2 separate regions of the Mus musculus genome follow, and region 1 is linked to region 2. Evidence: chromatin contacts called from public promoter capture Hi-C data. All regions are on one chromosome and are shown on one strand. The core of a region is the stretch at or near the end of the contact, and the rest is flanking DNA. Distances in the headings are between cores, read along the strand shown. Region 1 holds the start of Pitx2 (paired-like homeodomain transcription factor 2). Region 2 has its middle 160 kb from the start of Gm35726.

Region 1 (5,707 bases), core at 1,267-3,766, 250 kb after region 2:
TTCTTCCCACATTTCTGTGAGACTCTCCAGCCACGCCACCAGCTCCTGGCCAGACTGATCTTTTAGGAGCCCCTCTTAATGTCTCTAAAATGCAAAGGGAAAAATAAGAGAGAGATGGGGCAATAGCCCATTATTTTAGAGGGTGACGACCCAGCAAAATAATAATGGATGGGCAGAGATGACAATGTTCTTGTTCAGGAAGTATTCCGGTGAGGTGAGACCAGAGTTCAGTGAGAGGACTTGTTGAGATGCTTGATTTTTTTCCCCCAAAAGGCTCAAAGGGGGTGGGGGGAAGAGGAAATAAAAATAAAAACAGCACGTGACTGTTTTCCTCCTGAATCTCTTCCTTTAAATGGCATTACTTTGGTTTCCCATTGAGTTAGGAGAAAAAGTTTGAGTTTTCATGGATCTTACAAGGTTAGAGATGGCTTAAAATGCAGATCTCTCGTCGGTTTTCCTGGAGACTGAAGAGGCTAACTCTTTCCATAAAATGAGTCGACTGTTAGCTATTTCAAAGTGAAGGGATTTGGCACTCAAAACAAATTGAGCAAGTTTGTTTGCCTGTTTTTCCTGCTAACACCAATGAATTGAAACCACGGAGTCATTCAAGAAAACACAGAACATACTCCAAACAGCCTCCAGATTCAAAGGAAACTCGGCGTGTGTGCGGTAGCCCTGGGTTAACTTTTCTTGTGTATACATCCCGTGGGCATCCTTCAGAGGAGTCAGCATTATCTTCCTCAAATTGCATGAACTGGTGTGCTGATTTAGGAAGAAAAGCTGTATGAATTTTAGAGGGGACTTTATTTTCTATTAGGGACCAAGGAGAATTAGGGACCAAGGAGAAATGCAGTTTAATGGCGGGTCTGGTTGGGTTTTGTTCCCAGGCAAGGTTTAATATTGGTGAGAAAAACGCCAAACCATGAGGTACAGCTATTTTCTGATATTTTCCTAAAACATATCTTGAAGGGATGCACTTGAGATTGAAAGAACTTTGTCCCATATGTCTGGCAGAAGCCTTCACTCCTGGTCTTCCAGGCGAATCATATTTATAGCCCTTCCACGCAAAGGCAAGACCCTGCCAAAATATCCTGTTCGTTTCCAAAGTACAGACGCATTAGGAAATCAGAAAATATGAAATTAGAAGTAGGACCCACTTGTAGACTAGGAAAGGCCCCTTTCAGCCTTACATACTCTGGACTTTCAAGAACATTCGCTCATATGGGGGGGAACTTCCTTCTCCTTCCCCACCCCCATCCCGGTGCAATTTAATACCACTCTCAGTCAGGAACCTTAACCTCGTCATTTTAAAAAATGAGATATCCGCGACCCGGGGTGAACTTGTTGAGTGTAGGTACAGCAGAGGAAATTCTAGACTCTGAGAGTCCCAGACTTGAGCAAGAGATCCCATGCCGACACACTGGCCGGTGTGTGGCCCTGTCTACCTGCGCTCTTCCACTCTGATCCACCCGTCTTGACCTCAGACACCACCGTGACCTAGCCCTTGCCTTACTGTAGTTCAGGCCTCCCTCCGGTCATCGTCTGGTAATATCTCCCTCCTCCTCCTCCTCCTCCTCCTCCTCCTCCTCCTCCTCCTCCTCCTCCTCCTCCTCCTCCTCCTCCTCCCCCTCCCTCTCTCCCTCCCTCCCTCTCTCCCTCCCTCTCTCCCTTCCTTACCCCTTTTTCTTTCTTTCTTTCTCTCTCCTTCCCTCCCTTCTTTCATCCCCCCCACACACACCTATCGGCTGTGGCTCTCCCACCTTCTGCCGCTAGCTCACCCTATTTTTCTAACTTCTCCCAGTCATCATCTTCTCTTTGCCACCCCATCCATCCACCCACCTTCAGTGCTGCCCTCTGTGGATCCCTCAATTCCCTCCCACTGCCCCTGTAGACAATCAGTACAGTAACCAGCTTTCCTCTACTCCGCGGGCCTGAAAGGAGGTCACGCGCGCGCACACTCACATCCACACTTCGAAAGCCTCACCCGGATCAAACCAAGCCACACTGCCCTTTGTTTCATTTCATGGGCCACTTTGCTAGTCCCTTCCTCGTAAGCCACCCAGACTTTGCTCCGCGCGAATAGGTTTCTGTCTCCCCAGGCTCTGGCCCTCCCACTCAGATTTAGAAGGGGTTTGACGCACAACCGTTTTTTCTCCGTCCATTCCATCCTTGTCCCTTTCCTACCATCCCCACCATCCTGCTCCCCAGCTTGAGTGCTAGCTCCTGCCACTGGTCAGCTCCTGTCGGTCGGTAGTTGCCTCCGGCCCCTGATCCTCCGCTCCTCCCTCCTGGGTTCTGTCCGGGACCGCAGTCTCCTGGGCCCCTGGGCCTCACTTCTCAGCCCTAGTGGTCCCCTGTCCCCTCGATCGCCCCTGCACGCTCCCCCACCCCCGCAGTGGCCCAAGGCTGTGCTCGCCCCTTGATCGCCCAGCGTACAGCAGGCTCGGCCGCCCGCCCGCGCGCCACTGTGCACTGGAGTTTGGTGGAATCTCTGCTGACGTCACGACACTCCGCACACGGAGTCGGAGCGGAGGGAAGAGAGAGGGATGAGAGCGAGGGAGGGGAGAGAGAGTGCGAGACCGAGAGAGAAAGCCGGAGAGCAGCAGACAGAAACTGCCGGCGCCCGCTAGCTTTAGCAGCCCCCCGCGTGGACCCTCTCGGAACTTGGCACCCTCAAGATCCCCGCAGTTCCACCCAGACCCGCTCCACGGCGCTGGCTGTGCAGCCCGAGCCTCGGCCGCCTGGCAGTCACCCTGGGAAGCGGTGGGACGGGGAGACAGCCGTTCTCTCTCCGGTAGCCGGTAAGTGGAGGCCCTCTCTCCCACAGAGCTGTGAGATAATGCGAGTCTGGAAATTTGTTCCACTCTGGAGAACCTCCGCCGTGTATGATTTGTGGCTCGCCGGGCTTGTTTCTCCAGATTCAGCGCAGTTGGCAAACAGATCTTACAGAGCCCCTGTTCCGTTCGCCCTCAATCGCAGACACTAGAACAGTCCTACCCGGCGTTGAAGTCGACTGGAAGCCAGGCATGGCTGGCAGTTAAAACGAGGCATCTTCCCTGAAATTTCGATGCCAACAGGGTAGGGAGAAATCCTCCAGCTGAGGATTAGCCCAGTCAAGATAAAGGGCCAGCTACAAAGTTTCAGCTACTGGAATAGATTAGCCCCTTCCCATCATTACCCATTGGAAAAAAAAGGAGATTCCATCTTAACCGGCGGTTAGTGACCTCTCAGGCCCAAGCGAATTACCTGAGAGCCAGGCCTAGATGCCAACCCGCACAATTACTTCGGATTATAAATCCTTTAAATTGATCATCAGTCAACTCCAATCTTGTACTGAGGGAGATGCATTTTAAACGGATGCGGAGAGGCCACTATTTTGCAACTGGTAACTAAGTAAAAACATGCGATTCCAAACCAGCGAAATACAGTCCTTTTATTCCAATTAAATCACCTTCCCTAAACAATTTAGAAATCAAACTATCCTAGGAGGCTGGGATATTTTTGTTTTTATTCTATTTTGTAGGACTACCGTATTTTTTTGAGGTAAATTAAAATGGGGAGAGAGTCTTTTACTATTATGAATTACAATAATATGCATTCATACATTCTAAACGATTTAACGAACAAGTAATTTGATTTTTAAGAGATCTCTGCATCCTTTTCAGACCATTAGTTACAATTAAAGATATTTTATTCTCATGCAGTATCATTTAGAGGAGACTCCACCTAAAACCAATAATTTCACAGAAACAAAGATTGTTACTGAAGTGAATTGAGGACTTGTTGTTGTTGTTGTTGTTGTTGTTGTTGTTGTTGTTTGGGGGGCGTTGAAAATGAGCACAGTATTCCAATAATCAAAGTTTAGTTTCAAAACAAAGTAGCTACTTCACTTATGGAATGTTTTGCTTTGCCTCAGCAAAACTACGCCTAAGTTACTGCCCTGCTTTGTCCTGTAAGCTGAGCACTGTAGCTCCAAAGCTCCAGAAGCACACATTCCACAGAGCTTTAAAGAAAGCTTGCTCATGGTGAAGCACGGGGCTGTGCTAAAGTGGTATCTTAATTTCCTTAAATGATTACCCACTGCAAATTAATTTGCTGGCTAATCACACCAATTTAGTTCATTTAAAACATATGGCCTCATGCTTTTTATTTTTCAGCTTTCCATGAATGGTTCTGCTGTGGGATAAGAAAGGAAATGAAAAGGGTGAAATGGGAAAGAATTTTTGTTTTTTTGTTTTTTGTTTTTTGTGTTTTCTTGGACTGATTAGAACTCGTAGCTTCTTCTACAATTCCATCCTTGTACTGCTTGGGCAGAAATCATTTTTGAAACAAACTGCTCTGTTTCTTAGGGCTTGCCTATCTGCCTGGCCGGAGTGGCACTGTGCATGCTAATTGCTGGATAGTGCTTCATTAACACAATATGGAATGGAAGCTGACCCAAACCAGATTGCTTGGTATATACATTCCAACCAGGATGGGAACTTTTGGCATGAGAATAACTTCTAATCAGGAAACGTCTCCTATCTAAAATGTTGAGATTAGCCATCAAAACCAGTGTTGTAATCTGGCAGTGAAATTTGTCTGTCACACGTTAGCCACCTTGATAGGACAAGTTTAAGTATCATCAGATAAGACTTGAAGGTCTCTCTTTAAAGAAAAAAATCTTCCTCAGTTAGTTAGACTGGACCCATTTATTAGGCCTGGTCGTTCTATGGAGCATAAAGTCTCAGGATTCACATTACTGCGAAATAAAATACATCTCAAAGTCACAAGGACGTGTAGCAAGGAGCTAAGGAACACGTCTTGATCTTTTCACTCCTTGGGCCGAAACCTACGGGGTCTTGAAGCGTTGCTTCTTACTGCTTTGATTGGTCTTCAGCACCAAAGCGTGGGGGGATGGGGGTGGGAGGAAATGTGTAGCAACTGACTTTACAGGTCAGGTCTTTCTCTTCTGTATATTTCAGTCCTTGAAAATAAATAAATAAATAAAACTATTTGCAGTAGCCATCTGCAATGTTGGGGCTACCGGCTAATAATGCAGCCAGTTCAGACATATAAAAAAAAAAAAGATTATCGAAATGATGATGCCATGCAAATTTCCCCCGAAATTATCATAAGTAAACATTTGGAGTCTGGACTAATAAAATCCCATCTGTGTTACTTCATATCGAGTTAGTAGAAAGCTGTGATAATGAATTTTGTAATATCTCCCGAACAGACATCTCAATCAGACACTAATCCTGTGATTTTACTGCAGAATCGCTAAATCTGGAGCCGCCAAACTGCTACTTCTGGGCCCACGGGTCCACAAGGATCGGCAGAATCCCTACCCGGGTCTCATTAGCTGGGGGAGGGGGGACCTGCTTGTGGCTCCCCAGTCTTGGATCCCCAGGCCACCACACCAGGCGGCCCCTCCTCCAGGCAGCACGACCTTGGCCAGAGTCCCCTGGAGCTTGGATTGCTCCAGAAGAGACTGAGGAGCGCGTGAAAATGCTCCTGAGGCCAAAACTCGGCCCACTGGCCTGGCAATGCCCGCTCTCACCTCCAGCCCTGGTCTCTAAGAGAAAAGGATCCTCCGATCGCAGGCATACCCTGTTAGCAAGAGTCAGGAGCCAAGATTCAGGGGGCCTGAGAATCCCTTCTTCCCTTTCTTGTCTTGAAAGCAACCATTCCATCTAGCCCTCCGCCACCCACCTCTCCCGGTTTG
Region 2 (6,180 bases), core at 3,679-6,178:
TACAATGTATGCTGGGAATACGTACGATTGTTACCACTACAATGTATGCTGGGAATACGTACGATTGTTACCACTACAATGTATGCTGGGAATACGTACGTTTGTTACCACTACAATGTATGCTGGGAATACGTACGTTTGTTACCACTACAATGTATGCTGGGAATACGTACGATTGTTACCACTACAATGTATGCTGGGAATACGTACGATTGTTACCACTACAATGTATGCTGGGAATACGTACGTTTGTTACCACTACAATGTATGCTGGGAATACGTACGTTTGTTACCACATCCAGTTGTATGAGAGTTCTGGGTCTTCAGACTCCAGCCCTCACACTTACGGGGGCAAGTGCGTCACACGGAGCCATCTCCCCGACTCCTAAGCTTCCACCCTTGAAGCCATTGTACGGAGTAAAATGTAGAGGATATAATGCCTATTCATAAAGTATAATGAAAAGGAAATTTCTGATAAAGCTTACTAAGCAGCAATATTTCTACATTGTTTGGGTTTTAGAATCATGACTGGATTCTTTTTCCCATGACACTTCTTCTGTCACTTTTCACAGGCAGATACATTGATCCTGAGACCCTGTCTTCTCTAGAAATTACTAGATATTATCTTCAAAACTAGAATCTGATCCTAACATCACTGGTCAAAAGCCCCATGGCTCCTCAGAATGAGATACCACACTACCCCAAATGAACACTACTTAGCCACTGAGACAGCAGCATTTTACAAACCGGGAAAGGATGGAATGACAAGATAATAAAATAGACAATTTTAAAAGCAAACTGATGCTACTTCATCTGGTTAATGTGAGAGAACTGTCTCCACCCCGGCACATCAGAAAGTAATTTACTTAACGGAGAGATAGTTGCGATAAAACTCAATTTAAACAATGTGGTTTAAGACTTGATAAGATTTAGAAGATCTCATTATTTATATTAAGCCCTAAATTCTCAGCTTACTTAAGCTTTTATACTCCCTTCATATCTTGCAAGAAATATGGGACAATGTTACTCTAAAGTAGTTACTACAATATTTTGGAATAATCACTATGCACATGTATGTGTTTATATGTGTGCACACGTGTGTGCACATGTGTGCACATGCCTGTATGAATGTGAATATGCATACATGTGTGAACATGTGTGTGTATGCAGGCATGTATGTGTGCACATATGTATGTGCATGTATATGCATGTGCACATGTGAATATAGAACGTGTGTGTGTGTGTGTGTGTGTGTGTGTGTGTGTGTGTGTGTGTACAGAAGGTTAATGTGGATATCTTCCTCTGTCTGTCACTTTCCACCTTATTCTTTGGAGCAGTTGCCAACTGAACTTGGAGCCTGCCAATTCAGCTAAGCTGGCTGGCCAGTGAGCACCAGGGTTCTGCCTGACTCCTTGCCCCTAGAGCTGGGGTTAAAGGCCAGCTTCATAGCAGCAGACTTTTCTGTGGGTTCTGGAATCCCTTCAGGTTCTTATTATTGCACAGCAAGCACTTTACAGACTGTGCCCTCTCTCCCATCCGTAATAATTACCTTTACTTTTTTGAAAGCCTGAATTTTTATTTACAGTAAAGAAATGACATTTTCACTGGTTTGTATTCCAAGACACATTTTCGAGTTTTTCCAGTTTCTAGTCATTTCCATAGCTACCATGGTAGTTTGACAAGATATCTATCTATATAGCTTCTGCCTCCACACAAAGAGCCACTGAAAGCCCTTCCCCTTGCAGTCTATCCCAACCCCATGAGGTCAAATCTTCCTCAAACACCATTTTCATCTTTCTCTACATCCTCCTTAAAAACCACTCAATTCCCCATCACCTAGGCTCACCGAAAGGGCTAGGTAGCCTGGCATATTCCAGTGTCATGAAAGAGTACCCCTGATACTGGAAGGCTCAGTCCTGGCTTCCACTGGCCTCCTCACTGAGGGGCCAGCTTCTTATGTGTCTTCACGGAAAATGAAATAATTCCCTTTTAACAGACCTCGGTCATATGATTTCTCTTGTGTAAATGGTTCTTGCTTTTCCTTGATGAAAGCTTCCTTGGAGGCTCCAACCATGTTGTTACATGTGTCCCTTAGTGTTTCTCCCATAATTAAATGCAATCAGTCAGAGGCACAAACCACTTACTGAGCTCTTTTTATGTCAAGACTCCCAGCTAAACATTTTTTTATATTAAACAATAAATTATACAATTCTCACAAAACTACTTAGATTGTACTTTGCAAATGTGTCTGACTCCAAAAACCATAGATCTGTAAAAGGAATAAGATAAAAACATCAAATATTAGCTGGGCGTGGTGGTACATGCCTTTCATCCCAGCACTTGGGTGTCAGAGGCAGGTGGATTTCTCAGTTCGAGGACAGCCTGGTCTACAGAGTGAGTTCCAGGACAGCCAGGGATACACAGAGAAACCCTCTCTCGAAAAAAAAGGAAAAAGAAAAAGAAAAAATATTGATTTCTTCTTCTTCTTCTTTTTCTTCTTCTTCTTCTTCTTCTTCTTCTTCTTCTTCTTCTTCTTCTTCTTCTTCTTCTTCTTCTTCTTCTTCTTCTTCTTCTTCTCCTCCTCCTCCTCCTCCTCCTCCTCCTCCTCCTCCTCCTCCTCCTCCTCCTCCTCCTCCTTCTTTTTCTTCTCCTTCTTCTTCTTTACGTATCACAAGAGTCTACACTCCTTAGAGGCAAAAATATTGGAAGTCATCAACAAAAATCCAACCAGTTGCTAAAAACTAAATGCAGATTCATTGTAACACAGTTGAAGAGTGTGTGAACCATCTTTGCCACCCACAACCTTCAGGTCATCTTTTTACCTCTACTGTTAGCTAGATTACTATGAGCAAAACCATAATGGGCCCAAATTTTGAAATAAAGATTATTACTGTGGCTTTGGTCCAGATGAATATGAAACAGGAAGAAGAGAACAGGTGAGTATTAAGGAGATAGGACATATTAAGTATTCTAAGCCAGGTCTCTGTAGTTATGACTAAGCCAAGTGGGCAGAATAAGGAATGATATGAGTAGAGTTCTGTGGTTTGTTTGTTGGTTGGTTGGTTTCTCCCTTTTATGAGTTTCATTGAAGAGAAAGGTTTAAGCAGTTGTGCATATGTGCTTTTCAAGTTTATGGAGAATTACTTTAAGTTCATAACTAGTGTCAAGTGCAATGTTGCAATGTACTGACGGACCAGTGTAGACCCAAAGACACTCTACCTAAACCTCCAAATGTTATTCAATCACCATGTGCCTGTTTGGAACTGAATCCAGTGCTTAGTGCCAGGGGAAGTCTAAAGACTAGGCTGCCCTACCAGGCTGCTAAGACAATGTAGGTATTCAGTCTCTGTCATCAACTGAAGGGCATGCAAGGTCCACTATAACAATCCAAGAAGTGATATATCTTTGGCCCCTGAAATACAGAATTTTCTTCAACCTTATTTCCTTTAACATTGTGTTTAAAGCATGGACTCTGGAGCTAGCTCCTCCCTTTGAATCCAGTATTATTTCTAGACTCTGAGTGTTCGGGCCAAACACTTGCCTCTCAGTGGCTCCTGAGGTAAATAAGTTTGCTGTGAAGGTTTAGTGAGTAAATCCATGTAAAGTATCTGAAAATCTCACATTATCTCTTACAAGCACAACTATTACTGGTTTTTCCTAGTCCACGTTAACTGCTACCACCAGTAGACACCCACTGAATTCACCCTTGTATGTCAGTTATATCCATGTGTTTAAAGAATGTTTATATTCTTTTTTCTGTCTTTGAACCAGGACTGGCATTGTTTCACTTATGGTTAACATTTTTCATTGTGGTCATGCAGAAATACTTCAGCCTATGGTCAAAGACCAGAAAATCAATCAAACTCCTTTCCTCTTCATTTCTTATGAAGACAGCAATAAGGTATATTTTCCTTCCACTTTCTCAATGGAGACCTCTGATGTAAGTCTTAAGATACTATTTATTTCTCTTCTTGGAGATCTCTGATGTAAGTCCCAAGATACTATTTCTTTCTCATCAAACTTATAGTATGGTGCCCATTAACTCTGCCGACACTTTGGCCAATAAACTCTAAAAGATCATAGCCTAGGATGGACTCAATTTTGAGAAACAGGTCCAGAGCTTGACAAATACAATGCTACCAGTAAAAACCCAAAGAATATTCTCTATAAACATTAAGGCAAGATGTGAGCAGAAGGATCTTAGATAAATCATTTCAAATATAGAGTCAATTGCTTTACTTTCAATCCCCTTGAAAGGAAAAACGTTTATGCTTTTTAGCTGTCAGAAGAAAACTCTGGGGTAATTCATAAGGCATTATATTAACACATATAAAACAAAATGAAAAACAGCTTCACAGGCTGACCTTACACTTGAACAAAACCTACAGCAAGTGTATTGGAGGCCAGATTAATACCCGGTTTACCAAGCAAATAAATTCCACAGTGAGTCATCCGCCAACTCTTTCTTTCATACATGAAAAAGTTGTAGCTCTAATTTTAAGTAGAGTATAACTTTTTAAAAATAAAATAGAGGCAACTATTCAATGCAGTCTCAAAATATTGGGCAATTCTTAAAGATTTTAAAAATAAATACACTAACAAAGATTCATCAACTATGAAGAGAGTTGAAATTGCCATTAACAGTCAAAGATATGAAATATCCTAATACCATTTACATTACTTGCACATATTTTAGGTACAGTATATTGAACACTGTCGTACACAAAGAGGAAGTGTATTTACTGCAGAGGAGACAGTCGGCTGGGACTCTTCAGAAGCAGATATTTCAAAGTTTACGTTCACATGGCTTTTCACTTTTTGACCTGCTCTTGACCTGGGTAATTCTTGCAGACCTGCGAGTTTAACAAGGCCTGGGATCTATTAAAAGAGTAGTAGCCTGCCTTTTACTGAGTAGCACGCTGATGGTTTAAAGTAAATGTTATGGTTTGTCAAAGGAACCAATTTGGTTACCGTTTGTTCTTCCTGCCCCTGCCTGCTGATATTTTTGCAAGTGTTTTCCATTCTTTAAATTCTATAAAGAAATCTGCATGCTGTTATTTTAAACTTCAGCATCGCTTTCCCCCCCAGCAATTCTTATTTTTAAAATAGGATGTGCGGTCAAGATGTCCTTTTGAAGTTCTTGGTAGAACTTGAACTCACACATTACATGAAGCCTGTTGTCTTTTGAGTACCAAATAACCATTAAGCCACTCTCCAACTTGACTCGATTTTAAAATCCTGTTAATATAATCTTTGGTTTGTTTGAGGAAGGAAATAAAAACAACCTAAGATACGGATCAATTCCTGAGTAAAGGGGGAAAATGTTTCCATTTATATCTCTCATGATATTAATGACCAGTGTACGTTTCTCCATAGATAGCACTTACAGGCCAATTAAACGTAAAGCTGAAATTATTTTTACTAATTTTTACTAATATAAAGTAACCCAGGACCAATCTGAGGGGTGAAATTAATGAGATAACCAGTGTGTGGCACAACAGAAATTTAAAAAAAAAAAAGAAAGAGAGAGAGAGGAGAGAAAAGAAAAGAAAAGAAAAGAAAAGAAAAGAAAAGAAAAGAAAAGAAAAGAAAAGAAAAGAAAAGAAAAGAAAAAGCAAGCTTGTTTCTCAAGTTTGCCAGGGAACATAAGCTGCTTCTGACTTGAGTGTGCAGGGAGATTAAGCTGAGCACTGAATCGAGTCTCCTTCCCCTGTATATCTTAGGGACAAAGATTCTAGGCATTGTGCAAATCCTCTGACTTATAACTATTGGGATGCTTTATTTTTCATTCTCTTCAAAACAGCAACAACAACAACAAATGTCAATGTGTGTGTCAGTGAATTTATGCATTTTCAACAGAATTCCCAAGACAGTGCTTCTGAATGCCACAGACTTTTACCCTCAGAATGTGACATCATCCCTGCTTGTAATAAGACCCAAAAATGGAGATGAGAAACACACGGCCTAGAGATCACATGTTGCTAATATGTGTTAAACTTCCAACAGAGACGTTAGAACAAATAGTTAATAATCACCACTTTTTAAAATCAAAGTGAAGTAAGTATTTAATTTAAAGAGTGTCCTGGGTCTTGCACGTCTCCTGAATAACAGTGTGTATATGGTGGTGTTATTTCTCATGTCTGTCTTTTAAGGAAGATATTTTCAATTTTAGAAGAATTA

The links. Promoter capture Hi-C pulls out the DNA fragments that hold promoters and counts their contacts.
Region 1: a contact with region 2 is called in a promoter capture Hi-C map of second pharyngeal arch cranial neural crest, with 3 times the contacts expected there. The contact joins the promoter of Pitx2 here to the enhancer-like site in region 2. A contact is called at or near these places in 8 of 39 promoter capture datasets (cranial neural crest, embryonic stem cells, frontonasal cranial neural crest and 3 more), 2 of 484 Hi-C or Micro-C datasets (cranial neural crest and embryonic stem cells), 4 of 115 datasets of contacts at active chromatin or transcription factors (craniofacial prominence, embryonic stem cells and stem cell-derived neural progenitor cells) and 1 of 9 other capture datasets (embryonic stem cells).

The regions. Positions count from the first base shown.
Region 1 is chr3:129,197,362-129,203,068 of GRCm38.p6, forward strand. It overlaps Pitx2 (paired-like homeodomain transcription factor 2), which reads left to right and starts at 2,517. Exons shown (of 5, transcript NM_011098.4): 1 at 2,517-2,801. It overlaps Gm40149 (a long non-coding RNA gene), which reads right to left and starts at 1,548. Exons shown (of 4, transcript XR_867634.2): 1 at 1-1,548.
Region 2 is chr3:128,939,978-128,946,157 of GRCm38.p6, forward strand. No RefSeq gene overlaps it. Among named protein-coding and RNA genes, the nearest start is that of Gm35726, 160 kb to the right of the region's middle. Within about 2 kb of position 4,929, at least 2 of the 459 cell types and tissues checked have an H3K27ac peak or open chromatin away from gene starts, as enhancers often do. A contact at or near this core is called in second pharyngeal arch cranial neural crest, where this site is marked.